Linked DNA regions of Mus musculus: all the other regions are linked to region 4. Evidence: chromatin contacts called from public Hi-C, HiCAR-type, HiChIP or PLAC-seq and promoter capture Hi-C data. All regions are on one chromosome and are shown on one strand. Each heading gives the region's core, a stretch centred on a gene start, on an enhancer-like site or on the middle of the called end of the contact. The rest is flanking DNA. Distances are from core to core; before and after follow the strand shown.

Region 1 (2,840 bases), core at 216-2,715, 1.1 Mb after region 4:
AGCCCAAGAATGGGCTCGTCCACGGTGTCACACCTAGGAATGGATTCCGTAGCAAGCTCAAGGAGGTGGGCCGGGCCCCACTGAAGACGGGCCGGCGGCGGCTGTTCGCTCAGGAAAAAGAAGTGGTCAAAGAGGAGGAAGAAGACAAAGGTGTCCTCAATGACTTCCACAAGTGCATCTATAAGGTGAGTGGGCTGTGCGGTAGGGTGTGCCCTGCCCTGCTGGAGCCGGAGGAAGCTGACTTGTTCTGTGGGATGAGCGCTAGGACGCTGTCTTAGGACTGTTCTGAGCTGCTGTGACCAAATATCACAGAGGAGACTTTCTGTGTTGCTTCTAGAGGTTGGGCTCTTTCTCATTTACAGCATTAGGTGAGTCTTTGGCAACACAGAACTGTCATGAAATGGCGTGCTCTCCATGCCTGTTGGTAGTTATTTAAAGCCGATACTATGATAGTATATTAAACCCCAGGAAATATTTCTTGTTGTTTTTATAAACCTGATATGTTAAATAAAGATTTAGTTGGAAAAAGCTGACATGGTTGGCCCAGGTGCCCACAACTTGTCTGTGGCACTGCGGGTGGCTGCAGGGGCATGCCCATCACCCCTGTCTGTTGCATCTGTGGTAGTGTTTACATTAGATCCTTCTTGTACTTAGGGAGCTTAGAAAGGTTTCAAGTTGCAGGAAAGTAACCTTGTCAACCTCATGCCGAGCCTTGCCTTGCTGGAGAGCAAACCCACCCCTGTCTTCATGCTCACCTCTTGGTGTTGCTTTCCCGAGCACAGTGTACTGGGATAACAAACTTAGGTGGGTGTTGTCACCTATTGAGCACACAGTGTGTCTTTGTCACTATGGGGAAGCCACTGGACAGAGACCTATGACAGAAATTTATGTCTTAACATAACATGTCTTAAGCCAAACTCTTCTTCTGTTTTCTTTGTTTCAGGGAAGATCTGTTTCTCTAACAACTTTTTATCGAACAGCAAGAAACATCATGAACATGTGTTTCAGCAAGGAGCCCGCACCAGCAGAGATTGAGGTAAGTAAGTTAGCCATCTCCATACAACGTCCTGTGACACTAGGAAGGGTCTTGGTGCAGTATGATGGGACACAAAGGCAGAGGTTGTTCCGTGTGTCTGTGCTTGGGCAGCCAAGCATTTTACTCTGGGAATTCCCTAGTCTGCTGGAAGGGCCTGGGGGGCGTGCCTGGGCTCCATCGCTGGTCCAGCTGGCAGTTTTCACGCTCAGGGAACTGCCTCCTTCCCATCCTCTCTGTGTGTTCTGGAGGAGAATGTCTGGAATCCCCTCAAGTCGTGGTGTGCTTTTCTCCTTTCCTGTTCTTCATGTAATGGGATTGGCAGGTGGCCATGTTTGTGCTTCTGCCAGCTCTCTTCTTGGAGTTAGTGCAGTGTTGGAAGACAGTGTGCTCTTGTGTGCCCGGGCCAATTAGCAGCTGGTCCGTGTGAGGTGCTGCAGAATAGAGCTGGTCCTGTTTGTGTATATTCCCTGGCCAGTGCCCAGCAGAGTCCTTCAGACCCTACAGCTGCTGACATAGGAATCTAGCAGTGGCTGGTTTGTGAAGGGAGAGAAGCCAGTTCTGATTCCTGGCTCAGCACAGAGCTAGGAAGAGCAGTGTTGGGGAGGTGTAGCTTCTCCTTCTGGGTGACAGGTTCCCAGCCAGCTTTTTAGTTGACTCTGATTTAGAACTTGGATAACTCTCTTGCTGCTCATGCTCTACCTAGCTCTGTAGCCCGGAGCCTGACATCCACTGCCAACCCCGGGGTCAGCTCTGTCCAGGACTGGTCTGACACCCATGTGGCCGTTTTGGCTGCTTCTTCTTCTTCTTTTTTTTTTTCCGAGACAGGGTTTCTTTGCAGCCCTGGTTGTCCTGGAACTCACTCTGTAGACCAGGCTGGCCTCGAACTCAGAAATCCGCCTGCCTCTGCCTCCCAAGTGCTGGGATTAAAGGCGTGCGCCACCACGCCCAGCCTATGGTTGCTTCTTGACACCTCATTGACACTATGGCAGACAGGCCAGATTGAGAGGGTTCAGCCTGTGTCGCCCCTCCTGTGTTGAGCTCATGGTTACTGCTGGCCACAGCTCACTTTAAAGGCCTCTACAAGCTTCTATTTAGGATTTTTTTTTTTTTCCTTAGAAAGACTAGATTTTGCTGTAAACTGTAATCTGAATAAAGGAAATTGCAGGTTTGCTGAAATTCGTATTTTAGTTTGTGCCGGCTGCTGTGGACTCAGTCCTTGTGCCTCCTCTGGACATTAGTGCCTGCAGGTTTCAGCTCTGATCCATCAGTCTGAATCACAGGGTGTTCTTTCTGAGTAAAGGGTCCATTCAGGAATGGTACTGAATGGTACATGGCATTCCTTTATGGTTTGTGGCCGTTTGGCCCTTCAGACAGGCCTCTATTCCTGGGATTTGGGTTGCAGTCTCATCCTGGATGCTCATTGGTTGAGTTTTTCACAGTAAGGTTTGGTGGGAGGAGAATGGATTGAAAGTGCAGCTGAGGTTGGAGGCAGGGCCATCTTAAAGGAACATGACATCATTCCTTCACTCTTGATTGCAGTGCCTTCTCAAACTATCCCTTTCCTAATCTAATCAGCTCAGTTTGTTGCCAGCTGTCTGTCTGTTTGTCTCTCTCTCTCTCTGTCTCTCTCTCTCTGTGTGTGTGTGTGGTACATTTTGAGGTCAGTTTTGGAGTAAGTTCTTTCTTTCCAAGGAAAGTTTCTTTTCCAGGGATAAAAGTGAGTTTAGCAGGCTCATTGACCTTCCCCCCCCCCCCCCCCACACACACACACACACACACCTTATTTCCAGTTCCCAAAGGAGGA
Region 2 (2,700 bases), core at 86-2,585, 1.6 Mb after region 4:
CCACAGATTAGATAATCTAAATGTTATCTCCCAGGTACACGTGCCAGACCTGCTTCCGGGAAGGAAAGGAATGAGCAGTAGACCGGTGGATGAATGCAAGCTTACACTGGACTTGGAGCAGTTCGAGAACTGTACCATGTGTTCCTGAAACACAAAGCCAAAAGACTGAACAGTTCTCTCCGCGAGGGCTCTGCTAAGATCCCAGTCCTTCTCCGATGTTTTCCCCATCGTCAGAAATAAATATCACTGAGCCCAAGTACGAGGTGCACCACCAGGTTGAGCTATACAGCAAGACTTCGTCTTAAACGCACAGCAAACAAACGGCACAGAGATAGGGTCATTGGCAGGCAGGGATGGCTAGATTGCTTCCCAGCGGTGCTGGGGCGAGGGGGGGCGGCTTGCAGGAGGGGGTGTCCAAAAATAGCTAGTCTCCATTCTGCGAGGACACTGAGCTTCAGAGAGATGGAGTTTTCCAAAGATCCAAGGCTGAAACCCATATCTCCCGGCTTATCTTAGAAACCAAAAAAGACAGTATAGGCCAAGAGAAACAGGTGGTAAAAATATGAAGGTTGTACACCTTTAACCACTAATCTCTTGTATTGAGATTCCCATCCTGCTAGGTCCTGAGATGAGCCTGTTATCTTTAAGATGGGGTAACATCTGGGTGTCTGAAAGAAAGGGCAGGGAGTGTACCAGGTGTATAGTGAACGAATTGGATGAGAGATAGGCTGGGTGACATAACTTGGTAAGGTGTTTCAATGTAGCAGAACCCACACATAGAAACCCTTGGCACGAGTTAATATAAGAATGGTGCTTGGATCAAATTACCGGCTTATATTGGGTCAGCTGCAAAAACTTTTCTACTTAGATTCTTCTTTTGACAACCCACGGTGGCAAATGCCAGCGGAAAAGCCTCTTCTTTAGGCTCTCTGTCTTGCTTGCTTCTCTTTTGGCTTTCACAAACCACCTGGTTATTAGAGTAACCCCACGCAGGAGTCCTGAGAACCGTAGTAGCAACGTAGCATCACAGGAGCCTTTGATCACAGTTCTCTCAAACCCGGACAGAAAGGCGTCCCCTGGAGCTGCGGGCGACAGCGGGCTGGGAGGAGCGTCGCCCAGTGGCAGAGGCCGCGACCGTGCTGGGGATTGGGGAGAGGATGGGCTCCCACCTCCCGCAGCTCCACAGGCGGTGCCGGGAGGCGGGGCTTCAGCCCACCGAGACTGGGAATTGGTTGCCGGAGCTGGGGAGGAGGGGCAAGCACGCTGTGATTGGCGGAGTCCGGTGCCGGAGGGGCGGGGCCTCTATAAAAGACGCGTGCCTGTAGCGGCGCAGGCAGTAGGGCTGTCGGAGCGGCGCGGCCGTGTAGCTCCCGGGAACTGGCTGTCGTGGGGGTGGCGGGGACGCGAGTGGCGGCTGCGTGGGGTGCAGGGCGGGTGGCCGCACGGCTGCACCTTCCTCACGGAGCCCGGAGTCGACTTGGAGCAATTGCGGTGAGGCGACAGCTCCGGCGCACACCCGAGAAGAAGCGGCGGTGGCGGCGGCCCCAGCCATGCTGTGCTATGTGACGAGGCCGGACGCGGTGCTGATGGAGGTAGAGGTGGAGGCAAAAGCCAACGGCGAGGACTGTCTCAACCAGGTGAGGGCGGCGATCGGAAAGGGGATCCCTTCTTGTCCCCGGGAAGCCTCGGGGCTCGGGGATGCTCCCCGGGAGCCGGGCGACGTTGCAGCAGCGGCCCGTGGAGTGCTCCCGGGACGCCAGGCTCCAGCCTCCTCCTCCTCCCCGCGAGTGGAGAGTGCGGTGGGGGGGGGGCGGGGGGAGCATAGAGGACGCTTACGGTGGGGGATCCGGGGCCCGGAGACCAGAACACTGCTGGGAACCTCCACCCTGTCCGTTAGCCTGGCACTTTTCTCTAAAGAAGGTGGCCCGGCACACCTGCCGCAGGTGTGTGTGTGTGTGATGCCTCCCGTGGAGTCCTTGCAAAGCCCGGCAGCGCCACCCGCGTCCCGGGATGAGATGGTTGCAAGCGGTCGCTGGCCCCGGGGCTCCCTAGCTGATCAGGTGGGCCCGAATCTCAAGCCGCTTCTCAGAAGGACTGTTCACCTGACACTCTAGGCTTGCTAGGGATCCAGAGTATATTGAGTAATTTGCGGGGGACGGTTCTGCAGGCAGCCTCCTTCTTGAGGGGTCTTTACACGTGTGTTTTCTTAAGGGTGACTAAGGCTCCTAACGGGGTGTGCCTAATGGATATTGGCAGGCCCATTTGACCCCTTGAAATACTGTGTCTACGAGACCTGTGGACCTGAGCTGTTTGGAAAGGCGCTTGTAAAGCTTAGCTGACACTTGTAGCATGCTTCCTCAATGCGTTTGTGTTTTTGGAATCCAGATGGTTAAAACTGTCCAGATAATACGCTGCCAAATCAGCTGTGCAGATGGTGCTGCGGGGCGGAGGGGGGGGGTGGCGGGGGGAATTCCAGCGATTGGAATAAGAAATAAAACACCCTGTGTGTTCTTCTACCTCAGCCTTTTGGGAAGTCTGTTTTGGGGGGACCCCTTTCCCTGTGCCATTGGTCAGACCCTAGAAATAGTCAAGCAAGGCCAAGCCTCCACTGGAGGGCTGCGTTTTGGCTTTGCTGTTTCCTTAAAACCTTGTTTTTCCGGTCGGTCTACCAACTGGCATTGCAAGAAGGTAGAACTTTGG
Region 3 (2,946 bases), core at 93-2,592, 1.0 Mb after region 4:
AAAAGCTGTTTGGGCAAACTGGGACACACCACAGCTTCCACACCGATTTGTTGTTTGTTTTAATTTTTGGGGACATTGCAAAGGCAGAGGGCACATATGGAGAAATGGGGAGATACACAGGATTGGGGTGTGCTATGTGAAAGTTACAATGAATCAGTAAAAGTAGTCTGGTTGAGCCAGTAGGGTGGGTGTGTTTAATTTCTTGTTGATGAAGATTATTAATATGTCATACAGGGCAATTGCCACCTCACTGCATGCAGTTCAAACACTTTCTACTTCTCAGTGCTGTTTAAATCTTAATATCTGACATGTTTGTTTTAGTAGAAATTGTTTTTCTAGTGTCTGCTGTTGTTTTTTTAAAAATAAATTAAGCCATATCCACCTGTTTGCTGTGTGGTGGGTGTAGGGAGGAAGGTGTGCCTTGATATAGTGTTTCTCTCTATCATGAGGATCTGAGGCATGGAACTTAGGGCAGCAGGCTTTGGACAGCACCTTCATCCTGTGACATCTTGCTCTTCTTCTGTGGCTATTTTGGTATAGTTTCCTTTCTCTGGTTTCCTAGTGTTCACTGCCACAATGTAGGTAGGATGCTTGGCTACCTTTTCTTTTTTCCTGTATGCTGATAGTGAGTAGTATTCATTAGGATGGGCTCTTTGTGTTGTCACATTTATTTGTTTAAGGTGACAATTGTGGGAAAGAAGGAGTCCTTATATAAAGTCAAAATTTGTGCTAAAGAACAGCTGTATTTGAAAGATAAGTTGATATGTTAAAAAGTTTATTTTTGGAGCCCAGGTAGTGGTAGCTGGCATGGAATTGGACTGTGACTTACACCAGGATGCACCGAAACTCAGACTTACCCACTTCTGGTCCCCGAGGGCTGGGTCATTATGTAAAGATTTCTTTTTATTTTTAACTAAGTGCACGTGCGTATGTCAGAGAGAGGTACGTGCAGGATACAGAAGAGGATTTGTGGATTCTCATGGAGCTGGAGTTACAGGTTTTGAACTGTTTGGCATGGTGCTAGAAACAGAACTCTGCTCTTGCCAGAGCTCTTACTCACTGAGTCGGAGCAGTCTTTCCATGAGACAGGAACTTACCATTTGGCCTAGGCTGTCTTTCAAGTCACGGAGATCTACATGCCTCTTCCTGTCCAGTGATGGGATTTAAAGGTGTGCACCATCACTCCTAGCCCCTTTTTACTAATAAGACTATTAAAAATACTGGCATAGTGATATTACAGAAGTCTGGCTTGCCTAGCTAGCAGTCTTGAGATGCCCGAGAACCGTATTGGGTCATACCCAATGAGGTAGCAAGTAGTCAGCTCTGAACTTAGGCAGCGACCATGACGCACCCACTGATGGTCGCTTTTTTTCCCTTTTCCTTTTAAAGAGTGAAATAAAAGAGACTGTTCTCAAGAGGAAGTGTGTTTTCTGCCCACGCTTTCCTTCCTGTCCCTGTGATGTTAGGGAAAATGTTAATTTGGTGGTTTTGTATAATTTTCTTGTCAGTGGAAAAGTGAAACATTGGTGCAGAGAAGTAGCAGCTCCCCCACTCCAGCCTCTGTCTTCTCCTTTGCTGGGTGGACCTATTTACACGAAGGTTCCTTTCCCCCATGCAGTCTTTCCTGCTCCTGCACATTTGGCCTGGAAAATTTGCAAGCTGTTCTCACATATACTTGAAATTTTACTTTGCAGTAGCATAGTAAGGTGAGTGTAGGGAGTCTCAGCATTTGCATAAGGGAATGGTGTAGTCCAGTGGGTTTCACCTGTGCCATGACCAACAAAGACAACCTTTGTTTCTAAAAATACTTATATTATATATGTTTCATAGAGTAGCAAAATTTCACTTATGAAATAGCAAGGAAGATGATTTTATGGTTGGTCACCACAACCTGAGTAGCTGTATGAAAGGGTCACAGCATTAGGAAGGTGGAGAACTGCTGCAGTAGATAGTAATTAGTTTGGTCTTTTGTTTAAGGACCTGCCACTTGCTACACTTGGTTGACCAGGTTTCCCCAGAAAAGGTCTTATGCTGTACAATAGAAATTATTGATATGCCTGTCAGTTTTTGTTTTGTTTTTTTTTTTAAATTTATGAGTACACTGTTTTCAGATACACCAGAAGAGGGCATCTTATCCCATTACAGATGGTTGTGAACCACCATGTGATTGCTGGGAATTGAACCCAGGGCCTCTGGAATAGCAGTCAGTGCTTTTAACCGCCAAGCCGTCTCTCCAGTCCCCTTTATTCATTTAAACTTTTTTTTCCTTCAAAGATTGATATATATATATATATATATATATATATATATATATATATTAATTATGTGAACTGTTTTCAGACACACCAGAAGCCAATTATTTTATTACTACTTGCTTAGTCTTTTCGTTTGTATGCAATGTTTTCTCATCTTAAACTTCTGACCTCCTAAACCCCTCCACTTTCCTATCCCCGACCTCCCCTTGCTGCACCCACCATTTCACTGGCCTTTCACTTTGGCTACTGGAGGTCTAAACTGAGGTCTTCATTCTTGCTCAGAAAAGCACTTTTTGCTCTGAGCCCTCTAGCCTCAGTCCCCAGACTTTAGTAAATGGAAAGGAATAAATAATAGAGGAAAGTGGTAGGATTGTATGAGCGGGATCTGGTGATGCCTACACTGATCAATAAGCGTTAACCTGTAGTTGAGTGTGGTTGATTGTAGGATCTACCGAGAGAGTAGGAGAATAGCTTGTCACATGTTGAGACCTTATTTTGTGCTTGAAATTTAGTTTCATTTCAAAATTACTAAAATGTGGTTGAAGGCCTTGCAGGTAAAAGTGCTGCCAAGCCTGCTGAGCCCTGGCATCCACATGGTAGGTGAGACCTGACCCCATAGGGATCTCTCTGAACTCCACACCACACCGGGGGGTGGGGGTGGTGGGGTGGTGGTGGTGGTGGTGGACACAGA
Region 4 (3,039 bases), core at 144-2,643:
ATTGGATTTGCTAGGATATGTGTGTGTGTGTATATATAATGTATATATGATGTATAAATGTATATATGATAAATATGTACATGTGATGTATATGTATATATGTACATGTATACGTGCATATGATGTATATATGATGTATAATGATTATATGATGTATATATGTATATTTGCATATGCATATGTGTATATATATGTATATATGTAATATATATGAGAGATTGAGAGAGAACATGAACTTGGGAGGGAGATGGAGGGAGGGATCTGGGAGGAGTTGGAGTTGGGGAGGTGGGGGGTGGACTTGGTAAAAACAAAATGCCTTCATATCTGAAGGAAAAAATAATAAAGTAAAAAAGCCATCCAAGTGCCCAACACTACCTAATGGGCTCTAATTTGTGGCCCAATGGAATATGGCACAGCCACCAAGCAGTTGCTGAAACTATTTTTAGTATTGTGAAACTGCTCGTAAACTGTTAAACTAAGCTAACACAGGATGAAAAAGATAATGGGAAGGGAACAGTATTAGAATGCTGTATAAGGGTACAGACATAGAATAGTCAGTACACCAAAATGTTAAGTGGGGTTGCTTCTGGGAATTAGAGGTGATTTGATCTATTTAAAAGAAAAATCTAATTTGAGATGGCCATACACTTCTGGATGTGGGCGTCCACTGGAGAATGATTGACCTGTGGGGGGAGGGTGGTCTCCCTCCTCCATAGCCGCCAACTATCCATAGCTCCCCAGTTAGGGGTGGGCAATTGTGAATCCCTTCCCCCAGTATGCTGAAAGGTTGCCTGCCTTGAGCATGTGAAAATCATCACTGCTCCTGTGACTTCAGAGTCATGTCCAGCAGACACCGTTCTCCTTCCAGATCTCTGGCACTTAAAATCTTTCTGTCCTGTCTTCCCCCTGGTCCCTGAGCCTTGGGGAGCAGATGCAAAGCAGATGGACTCAAGATTCTTTTAGACATTGTTTTCTAAAAGACTTATGAGCATGTGTGTAATTAATGCTTTAGTATAAAAAGATCTCCCTTGCTCAAACAACGTAAACAAGGCCGAGCGATAACCCGAAAGAAGGCAGCAAGCCAAGGACTGCAGGCGTTTGCCACTTCTCAGGAAGCCTAGGGTGTCTGTCCCTATCACAAAATCTGGAGAGTAGCAGGTCGCCACAGCCCTGGGTTTCAGAGGAAGCTGCCCACCCTATCTGAATCTGCATGACCCACTCGATGGGTTTGAGGGTCATCTAGCTGGGGTGGCGCGTGCCATCGCGGCTTCCGAAGCCTCAGGGCGCGGGGCGGTTCCGCGGAGCTGCTTGTTGCCGCTGGCCAGCCGCAGCAGCAACGCGGACTTGGGGACGCGCGCGGGGCGGGGACCAGGCTACCCGCCTCCTCCGACTGGGGAGTCCCCGGGGCCGGCGCGCGGGGAAGTCCCAAGCGCGGGTACAAGAGCACGGCGCGCGCCCAGGGGGCCGGCCCGGACAGTGTCGCAGCGCTCCAGCCATGTCGCAAGGCCTCCAGCTCCTGTTTCTAGGCTGCGGTACGGCCCCCAAGCCCGATCGCTCGGTGCTACCCGCGACCCCGCCTCGGTGGCCTTGCTTACGCCGCTCTGTTTCTCCCCCCTCTCTCTTGTAGCCTGCAGCCTGGCACCCGCGATGGCGATGCGGGAGGTGACGGTGGCTTGCTCCGAGACCGCCGACTTGCCTTGCACAGCGCCCTGGGACCCGCAGCTCTCCTATGCAGTGTCCTGGGCCAAGGTAAGCTCCACTGGGGTTTGCGCGGTCCCTTGCAGGGACAGTGGAAACAGGCACGTGAGAGACCGGGTCTCCAGGGGCCCTGGATTGGGCACTCCAACCATTCTGATACCCCATTTTCTCCCACCTCCCTTCATCCGCATCCATGGCCCACGCTCCCTTATGTTAGGATACAGATCATGATCAAAAGCGGCTTGGCGTGAATGATCCCACCAGAGGTTTCCAAGGGATTGGATCCATGTTACAGGGCACCTGTGGGTGCAGCCAGAGAGCTGCAGTGAAAGCAACATGGGCCTAGATTTGGGCATGGGACCGGGAGCATGTCCCTAGACTCCTGATTTCTTGTGCCTTGTGACCATGGCACCATCTCAAAGAGGGTCTCAGGTGGCTTAGGCTGGCCACAAGAGGTAGTTAGGAGCGATCATCTCTTTTCAGCTAAGGCTCGCTATTGGCTCGTCTGCCACCTTGCTTCTTCATGGAAGCCTCTGAGGGGTCGGGTCTGGCCAAGAATGAAGATTTCCTTAGAAATGTGCTGGAGCCCGAGGCCCAAACAGGAGAGACCGCATCTCTGCTTCTGTGGTGGGAAATTGAGTTGCACGCAGCAAGACATTTGAAAGGTTTCCTTTCAGTGAGAGCCCTCAGACTCCAACATTGTAATTCCTCTGGTATTTTAAAGCCCAGCTGCTGTAATTTAATAGAGCCGGCCTTTGCACCTCGGCTTTCAGCGAGGTTCCTTTGCACCTCGGCTTTCAGCGAGGTTCTGAGAGAGGCCACCTCCATCTGAAGGCAACATGAATTAAATCCCCCCCGGGGGTGGCTCTGAGGAGGAAGCCTCTGTATGCTCTCAGTTTTCAAGAAACACGGGACTGCCTTCTTCCCACAAAGAATGATGTTATGAGAAGTTTAAACGTGCGAGGCAGAATGGGAAGTGTGTGTGTGTATGTGTATGTGTGTGGTGGTGTGTTTACCCACTTTAGCCACTTGTCTGGCCTGGGGGGAAGGAGGGTGGCAGCTCAGCGGTGCAAGGCTTGCCCAACACACACAAAGTCCGAAGGTTTGAAATACTAAGCATCAAAGCAAAACCCAAACAACTCAACCAACTGAAGTGTTAATTCCCCAAAGATAATGACTTCCCTGTGCACTCTGCACTCTGCCCAGCGCCCAGGGTCCACCCTGTTACTGAATCTAAGTTTGTGTCAGGAAGGAGGTGATACCATGGAGATCTCAGGCCACTGCTGTGTAGAACAGTGTGTGTGTGTGTGTGTGTGTGTGTGTGTGTGTGTGTGTCCCCGC
Region 5 (2,700 bases), core at 190-2,689, 1.1 Mb after region 4:
AAATAGTGCTCCACTGTTGCAGGGTGCTAGAGCTGGTTTAGCAGAACAGAGCTCTTGTTCTCTTGTAGAGGACCCAGGCCTGATTCTCAGCACCCATATGGAATGGCTCAGAACCACCTGTCACTCCAGGTTCAGGGATCTGGCTTATGCCCGTGGTAGCTTACTCACACGCAGGGAAAGCATTCATACACATAAAAGTAAACTTTTTAAAAAATCAAAGCAAAAGATTTCATTGTCGCAAATGAAAAAGGAAGGCGGGAGAGTAGAATTAATTACAGTATCAGTTCGAGCTAACAGTCAAACTCTTTTAGTAAAACTTATTAGGTATGTGTGGCTTATGGTTAGATAGGTAATACTGGCTTTTTATCACTTTTGCAAAAAGTGATTTTATTTTTAAATTACATGTATGGGTGTGTCTTTGTGGGTTGTGTACATGAGTTGTAGAAGCTGATTGTTGGATCTCTCTGTAATGGAGGCCATCTGATTTGGTGCTGTGAATCGAATTTGAGTCTTCCGAAAGAGCAGTACATGCTTTTAATTGTTCAGCCATTTACTTAGCCCCTAATTATGCTAGTGTGAGACACACTCAAAGTTGGATTATAGACTTGAATCTGTTAGTTTTACAGTGTGAAGAAATACTTTGTTTTGGTTTTGTTCTGTATTTAGTGGGTTGTCTTTGGCTTTTTTTTTTTTTTTTTTTTAATTAGAATAGATGAATTGGAATTCCTGCAGATTGTCATCGTATTTGATATTTAGAATTTCTGGGACAAAAATTCTCAACCCTAAAAGTCCAGGGTCATGATATATATATATATATATATATATATATATATATATATGCATGCTTTGTAGTTAACTTTTTTTTTTTCTGATCTGAATTGTGGTGATTGATAGCTTATCCTTTTACCATTTAGTTACTGCTACTGTGTGAATGGTCTTAGTTAACCTGTTTTCACTTATGTTAGGGAAAGAAAACAGTAAGTAGAGGAGAGTGAGGTCGTGCTGTTGACTCATTCTAGAGTCTATATGCATTTGAATGCATTTTACCCATGAAGAACAATATTTGTAATGATAATTCTTACATACTACAAAAATTGTCTGTTGTTTAAGATGACCTTGTGCTCTGTAACATTCTCTTTGAGAAATCAGGTTAAGCTGTATATACTCAGTATACTTGTGCCATAGTTGGTCCCTGATATAGTTAGAAGGTAGAAGGTAGAAAATAGTAGACCGTGTGGTTCTTTCTGAGTCTGTATCATTCCTATTTCAAAAGCCCGATATGTTCCTTTTATCCTGTCCATTCAAGATATCATTGAAGCCAGTCTTCATGGAAGACAAAGCTGCCCTGGAGTTTTCTGCTCCTTTGGGCAGTGGGCAGTGTTTTCAAATGAAGGCTGGACACTTGCAATACAACTGAGTGCTCCTGTGGGGTTTTTGTTTATATGTTAATTAATTGAAAGAGGTTGTTCAGGCTGTCTTTGACCCTGCCCTCAGCCTTCCCAGCAGTGTAATTAGTTATGTGTCCTTATTCTTGACCTTCCACCCCCTTCCTTTTTTTAATGGGTGATATTTATAATATACATCAGAGTTTTCTGTTCGTGTATTTGTTTACGTTCAAAAAAATTGATGATGACCCTGCTTAGACCTTTCCCTTAAGCTGTCTGTCTCATTCCTTCAGGCAGTCTTGTGGAGGAAACATTTTCAAGTGTTTCAGTGCGTGTAGAAACAAAGATGAAGAGATTCAGGTCAATACCGTGCAGAGTAGTGGAGAGGACAACATTTTAGAGGAGGAGTTGTGAGGATAAACTGATAACCACAGTTGTCAAATGAGCCAGCTGAGTTGGAAGAGAATAAAGGTGTGTGGTATATATAGTCTGTGTGTCTGATAATCACTGTCAGCCACCAGTAATGGTTGTGATAGGGTTACTGCAGGATTACCAGAGAGTTTTGGTTTGCGTGCTGTGTTATGTCTCTTCACCATTTCCTGGCACAGCGATCTGTAGGCAGAGGAAATACAAGAACCCTTTTCCCCGTTTTGAAGTGAACTAATGTCATGAAAAGGATCTTTATGGTGAATGGTAGTGATTTTCCTGTACTGAGCTAATGCATGCCTTCAGATATCAGGAGTGGTGCAAATTATAGTTTATAAAAACAGGTGTTGAACAGATTCCATGGAGACTATTCATACCTTAGTCATCTTTTTAGCTTTGGTAGAGGCCCTTTTTCATAATGCCAACATCTCTGACAGGAAGGTAGTCTTCCAACATAAATCATGCCTTTGGTATAACATGCTTTTCAAAAGGAAATGTTATCTGCGAAACTAGATAAAATGCTACCAGCGTAGGGCATAGAAGAAATGAAATCTGGTTTTAGATTATTATATTTAAAGTGGCTTTTCATGTAAAAATTCCTGGGTTTGTGTGATGTCACGACTGAATCCAGTTAACTTCTGGATATGAATACCTGTGAGCGTTCTCTAGTAGATTGGGTCTTAAAGCATCTTTTTGTCAAAACTCATTGCTGGTATTGTTCAGGGTTAAATGCACTAACTTATTGGAACCTCTAAAGTAAATAGACAAACAAAAGATCACTGTGGAAGTAAATATGAAGTAAATAGTGATGTATTTAAACTCTTCTTCTTCTTCTACACACACACACACACACACACACACACACACACACACACACACACCCCGTCTC
Region 6 (2,760 bases), core at 103-2,602, 1.7 Mb after region 4:
ATTTACTTCAAACATAGAATGCTGGATTTTATGCGAAGAGACCTCTTAGGCTTAGAGAAGGACACAGGGAAGTGGCCCTGCTCTGTGCCAAGCTGAGACAAGTTTGGAAGGTAGATGGTAACCCCAACTGTGGTCTCTGGGAAGAGCAGCCCAGAGTTTTAGTCAAGGAAACCGAGGCGGGAACTCCAGCTGGAAGTAGAGACCAAGGATGGAACACTGGCCCGATGCTCATGAGGCCTTAGGGTCAGTGCCCAGTGCAGAAATAAACTTCTGCCTCCGGCTCAGGCTTGGCCTCAGGGCATTCAGAAGCCCAAGCAAGGGCAGGGCAGGGACAACAGTGGGAAAAGTTGTCACAACAGTGGAACATAAGAGTGTCCTCTTCCTCTCTATCATGATCAGATATCTAGTCACCCGGGTTCTTCTGTCTCTCTAGGGACAGGGTCATACATGTTATACATACTAGACAATACTTTCTATACATATAAATACATTATATACATACTAGACAATATGTTATATATACTCAGACAATATATGATATATATATAAATAATTCATGATATATGCATAGGTAAAACATGACATAATTTAGGCAACACATGATATGCATGCTAGACAATACATGATGTACATCTAGACAATATGTGATATACATACAACAATATATGATACACATATAGACAATATGTGATATATAGGTAATACATGATATATATGTGTGTGTGTGTAATATATACATATAGACAACACATGATATACATGCTAGACAATATGTAATATACATATAGACACTACATGGTATATATGCTAGTCAATACATGAATACATATACACAATACATGTTGACAATACATGATATACATATAGACATATATGTACATATGTCTTATGTTAGATAATACTATAGTAAATGACATGGGTGTTCTGAACCCTGTGTCTTTGCTGTCTGTAGAGTCTGAGGTCCCCTGGCGTGTGCCAGCTGTAAAGTTTGTTCTGTTGTTGGCCAAAGCTCATCTCTTCTGTCTGGGCAACTCACGCAGTGTTTCTGAGTGCTTTCTACATAAGTTATGGGACCATAGCAGAGTTTCCCAACTCTTCTGAGTCACTTTCTGATCCTTTAGTGTCTTGCCCACCTCTGGTCAGTAACTCCTTCGATCTCCCCTTAATTAATTAAACTCTGTTGTCAGCCCAATTGCCACCAGCAGCTAGTTTTCCTTAAAGGGTGTAGTGTGTGTTGGTATGGGCAGAGCATTCCACTAGAGCCATGAGAAAATCGGAGTTCTACAAGGACACAGCCATGGATAAAGACAATTCCTACTCAAGCTAGCTGAAGAACTGTAAATTTGAAAGCCAGTGTCTGAGCGCCCTCTACTGGAAGCAATGGCACATTACTCCCAGCATCATTTTCCAGCACAAAAGACCTAAATTGTTGAGATGAGACATTGGCTTAGCATTTTCTTGACTCTCACTTTCAGTTTCTTCCAGAACTCCTGATGTTGACACAAGACATGACATATGAAGGTGTAAGTTAATTAAAAGACGCTTCCAGCATCCAAGATGAGGGAAAGGTGAGAAATACTGAGAGGCTGTGTAAAATGGAGTCGTTTCTGTTGCATGCTAAGGATAAATAGCATCCTTGCCGATTCTTGCCAGCCTGCCCAGAAAAATGTGAGTTCTAGCAGCAGTTTCTCAGTTATCACTGACAGAACCTGATTGCTTAATGATTTATAGCTTTATTACATAGTGGCCAAGAGCAAGCCCCTCTGGTAAGTCACTTCTTCAATTTGGTGACAAGAAACCAGCCATCAGGAATGATGTATTTCCTTGTAAGTTCCTTGAGAAATACGAGATTTTTCCTCTGTGTGCCTGTGTGTGGTGTTTATGCCCGTGTGTGTGTGTGTGTGTGTGTGTGTGTGTGTGTGTGTGTGTATGTGTGTATGTGTATGTGTGTGTGTGTTTGTATGTGTGTGTGTATGTATGTGTGTGTGTGTATCTCTAGTCCCTGCTTTTTCTTTCTACTGACTTTGCAGTTGTCCTGATTATTTGTTGGTTTACTACAGTACTGGGGATCAAACTTAGGGCTTCATGTTGAGATTTCATTGAGCGTTTCAGTTCTTATAGTATAAGAAATACGATAATTTGAATAAGCATGGTCCCTGTAGGCTCACTTGTTTGAATGCTTAGTCATCAGGGAGTGGCACTACTTGAGAAGGATTAGGAGGCATGGCCTTGTTGGAGGAGGTGTGTCACTGAGGGGTAGATTTTGAAGTTTCCAAAGCCTGTGCCAAGCCCAGTGAGTCAGTTAGTCTGCTGTCTGTCTGTCTGTCTCTGTCGGCATGTGTCTCTTTGTCTTTCTCTCTCTGTCTCTTCCCTCCTCCTCCCCTCCTTCCTCCCCACTTTCTCTCTCTGCCTAAGGAGCAGGTGTAGCTCTCAACTTCTCCAGCACCATGCCTGCCTGCCTGCCTGCCTGCCTGCCGCCATGCTCTCTGTCCTGAGGATGGAGTAAACCTCTGAAACTATAAGTCAGCCTCCAATTAAATGTCTTATTTTATAGGAGCTGCCTACCAAGGTAGACACCAATGGTGTCTCTTCACAGCCATAGAACAGTGCCTAGGAAAAGTAACAAGACTGTACAAGTTCACTAATATCCTAAAAGCCTGCAGAAGCTATAATCAACCTGGGCCTTTTTTTTTTTTTAAGTTGGAAACATTTTATTTAAATGTGTCAAATAATCTCCCTGTTCTTAGACCAGAAGGTGTG

Evidence for each region. Promoter capture Hi-C pulls out the DNA fragments that hold promoters and counts their contacts. Hi-C and Micro-C count contacts between places; a contact is called where the count stands out from the background. HiCAR-type assays count read pairs that join an accessible place to other places. HiChIP or PLAC-seq counts read pairs in DNA pulled down with a chosen protein or histone mark.
Region 1: a HiCAR-type map of kidney shows a contact between it and region 4, with 6 times the contacts expected there. The contact joins the enhancer-like site here to the promoter of Cd83 in region 4. A contact is called at or near these places in 11 of 39 promoter capture datasets (the HPC-7 cell line, cranial neural crest, embryonic stem cells and 6 more), 4 of 484 Hi-C or Micro-C datasets (bone marrow-derived macrophages, cardiomyocytes, cerebral cortex and 1 more), 7 of 115 datasets of contacts at active chromatin or transcription factors (cardiomyocytes, embryonic forebrain, forebrain and 4 more) and 2 of 9 other capture datasets (adipose tissue and embryonic stem cells).
Region 2: a promoter capture Hi-C map of stem cell-derived epiblast-like cells shows a contact between it and region 4, with 6 times the contacts expected there. The contact joins the promoter of Mylip here to the promoter of Cd83 in region 4. A contact is called at or near these places in 5 of 39 promoter capture datasets (frontonasal cranial neural crest, hippocampal neurons, liver and 2 more), 1 of 484 Hi-C or Micro-C datasets (B cells) and 2 of 115 datasets of contacts at active chromatin or transcription factors (bone marrow-derived dendritic cells and embryonic forebrain).
Region 3: a promoter capture Hi-C map of pre-B cells shows a contact between it and region 4, with 5 times the contacts expected there. The contact joins the enhancer-like site here to the promoter of Cd83 in region 4. A contact is called at or near these places in 7 of 39 promoter capture datasets (frontonasal cranial neural crest, hippocampal neurons, liver and 3 more), 1 of 15 datasets of contacts at CTCF or cohesin (pro-B cells), 5 of 484 Hi-C or Micro-C datasets (CD4 T cells, cerebellar granule neurons, cortical neurons and 2 more), 12 of 115 datasets of contacts at active chromatin or transcription factors (CD8 T cells, VIP interneurons, bone marrow-derived dendritic cells and 9 more) and 2 of 9 other capture datasets (embryonic stem cells and liver).
Region 5: a contact with region 4 is called in an H3K27ac HiChIP or PLAC-seq map of embryonic stem cells, with 3 times the contacts expected there. The contact joins the enhancer-like site here to the promoter of Cd83 in region 4. A contact is called at or near these places in 10 of 39 promoter capture datasets (the 3T3-L1 cell line, cranial neural crest, frontonasal cranial neural crest and 6 more), 1 of 484 Hi-C or Micro-C datasets (cortical glia), 2 of 115 datasets of contacts at active chromatin or transcription factors (embryonic stem cells and stem cell-derived neural progenitor cells) and 1 of 9 other capture datasets (macrophages).
Region 6: a Hi-C map of B cells shows a contact between it and region 4, with 11 read pairs. The contact joins the enhancer-like site here to the promoter of Cd83 in region 4. A contact is called at or near these places in 5 of 39 promoter capture datasets (embryonic stem cells, hippocampal neurons, liver and 2 more), 6 of 484 Hi-C or Micro-C datasets (B cells, cardiomyocytes, cortical neurons and 2 more), 4 of 115 datasets of contacts at active chromatin or transcription factors (bone marrow-derived dendritic cells, embryonic forebrain, forebrain and 1 more) and 1 of 9 other capture datasets (liver).

The regions. Positions count from the first base shown.
Region 1 is chr13:44,906,551-44,909,390 of GRCm38.p6, forward strand. It overlaps Jarid2 (jumonji, AT rich interactive domain 2), which reads left to right. Exons shown (of 18, transcript NM_001205043.1): 8 at 1-185; 9 at 944-1,036. Among named protein-coding and RNA genes, the nearest start is that of Dtnbp1, 94 kb to the right of the region's middle. Within about 2 kb of position 1,466, at least 106 of the 459 cell types and tissues checked have an H3K27ac peak or open chromatin away from gene starts, as enhancers often do. A contact at or near this core is called in cerebral cortex, forebrain, kidney and 1 more, where this site is marked.
Region 2 is chr13:45,388,407-45,391,106 of GRCm38.p6, forward strand. Mylip (myosin regulatory light chain interacting protein) reads left to right here and starts at 1,336. Exons shown (of 7, transcript NM_153789.3): 1 at 1,336-1,637. The coding sequence starts at 1,551.
Region 3 is chr13:44,798,844-44,801,789 of GRCm38.p6, forward strand. The region is part of intron 1 of Jarid2 (jumonji, AT rich interactive domain 2); the gene reads left to right. Among named protein-coding and RNA genes, the nearest start is that of Jarid2, 69 kb to the left of the region's middle. Within about 2 kb of position 1,343, at least 94 of the 459 cell types and tissues checked have an H3K27ac peak or open chromatin away from gene starts, as enhancers often do. A contact at or near this core is called in CD8 T cells, bone marrow-derived macrophages, pre-B cells and 3 more, where this site is marked.
Region 4 is chr13:43,783,719-43,786,757 of GRCm38.p6, forward strand. Cd83 (CD83 antigen) reads left to right here and starts at 1,394. Exons shown (of 5, transcript NM_009856.3): 1 at 1,394-1,532; 2 at 1,628-1,749. The coding sequence starts at 1,496.
Region 5 is chr13:44,850,247-44,852,946 of GRCm38.p6, forward strand. The region is part of intron 3 of Jarid2 (jumonji, AT rich interactive domain 2); the gene reads left to right. Among named protein-coding and RNA genes, the nearest start is that of Jarid2, 120 kb to the left of the region's middle. Within about 2 kb of position 1,440, at least 6 of the 459 cell types and tissues checked have an H3K27ac peak or open chromatin away from gene starts, as enhancers often do. A contact at or near this core is called in embryonic stem cells, where this site is marked.
Region 6 is chr13:45,476,094-45,478,853 of GRCm38.p6, forward strand. No RefSeq gene overlaps it. Among named protein-coding and RNA genes, the nearest start is that of Gmpr, 30 kb to the right of the region's middle. Within about 2 kb of position 1,353, at least 17 of the 459 cell types and tissues checked have an H3K27ac peak or open chromatin away from gene starts, as enhancers often do. A contact at or near this core is called in B cells, where this site is marked.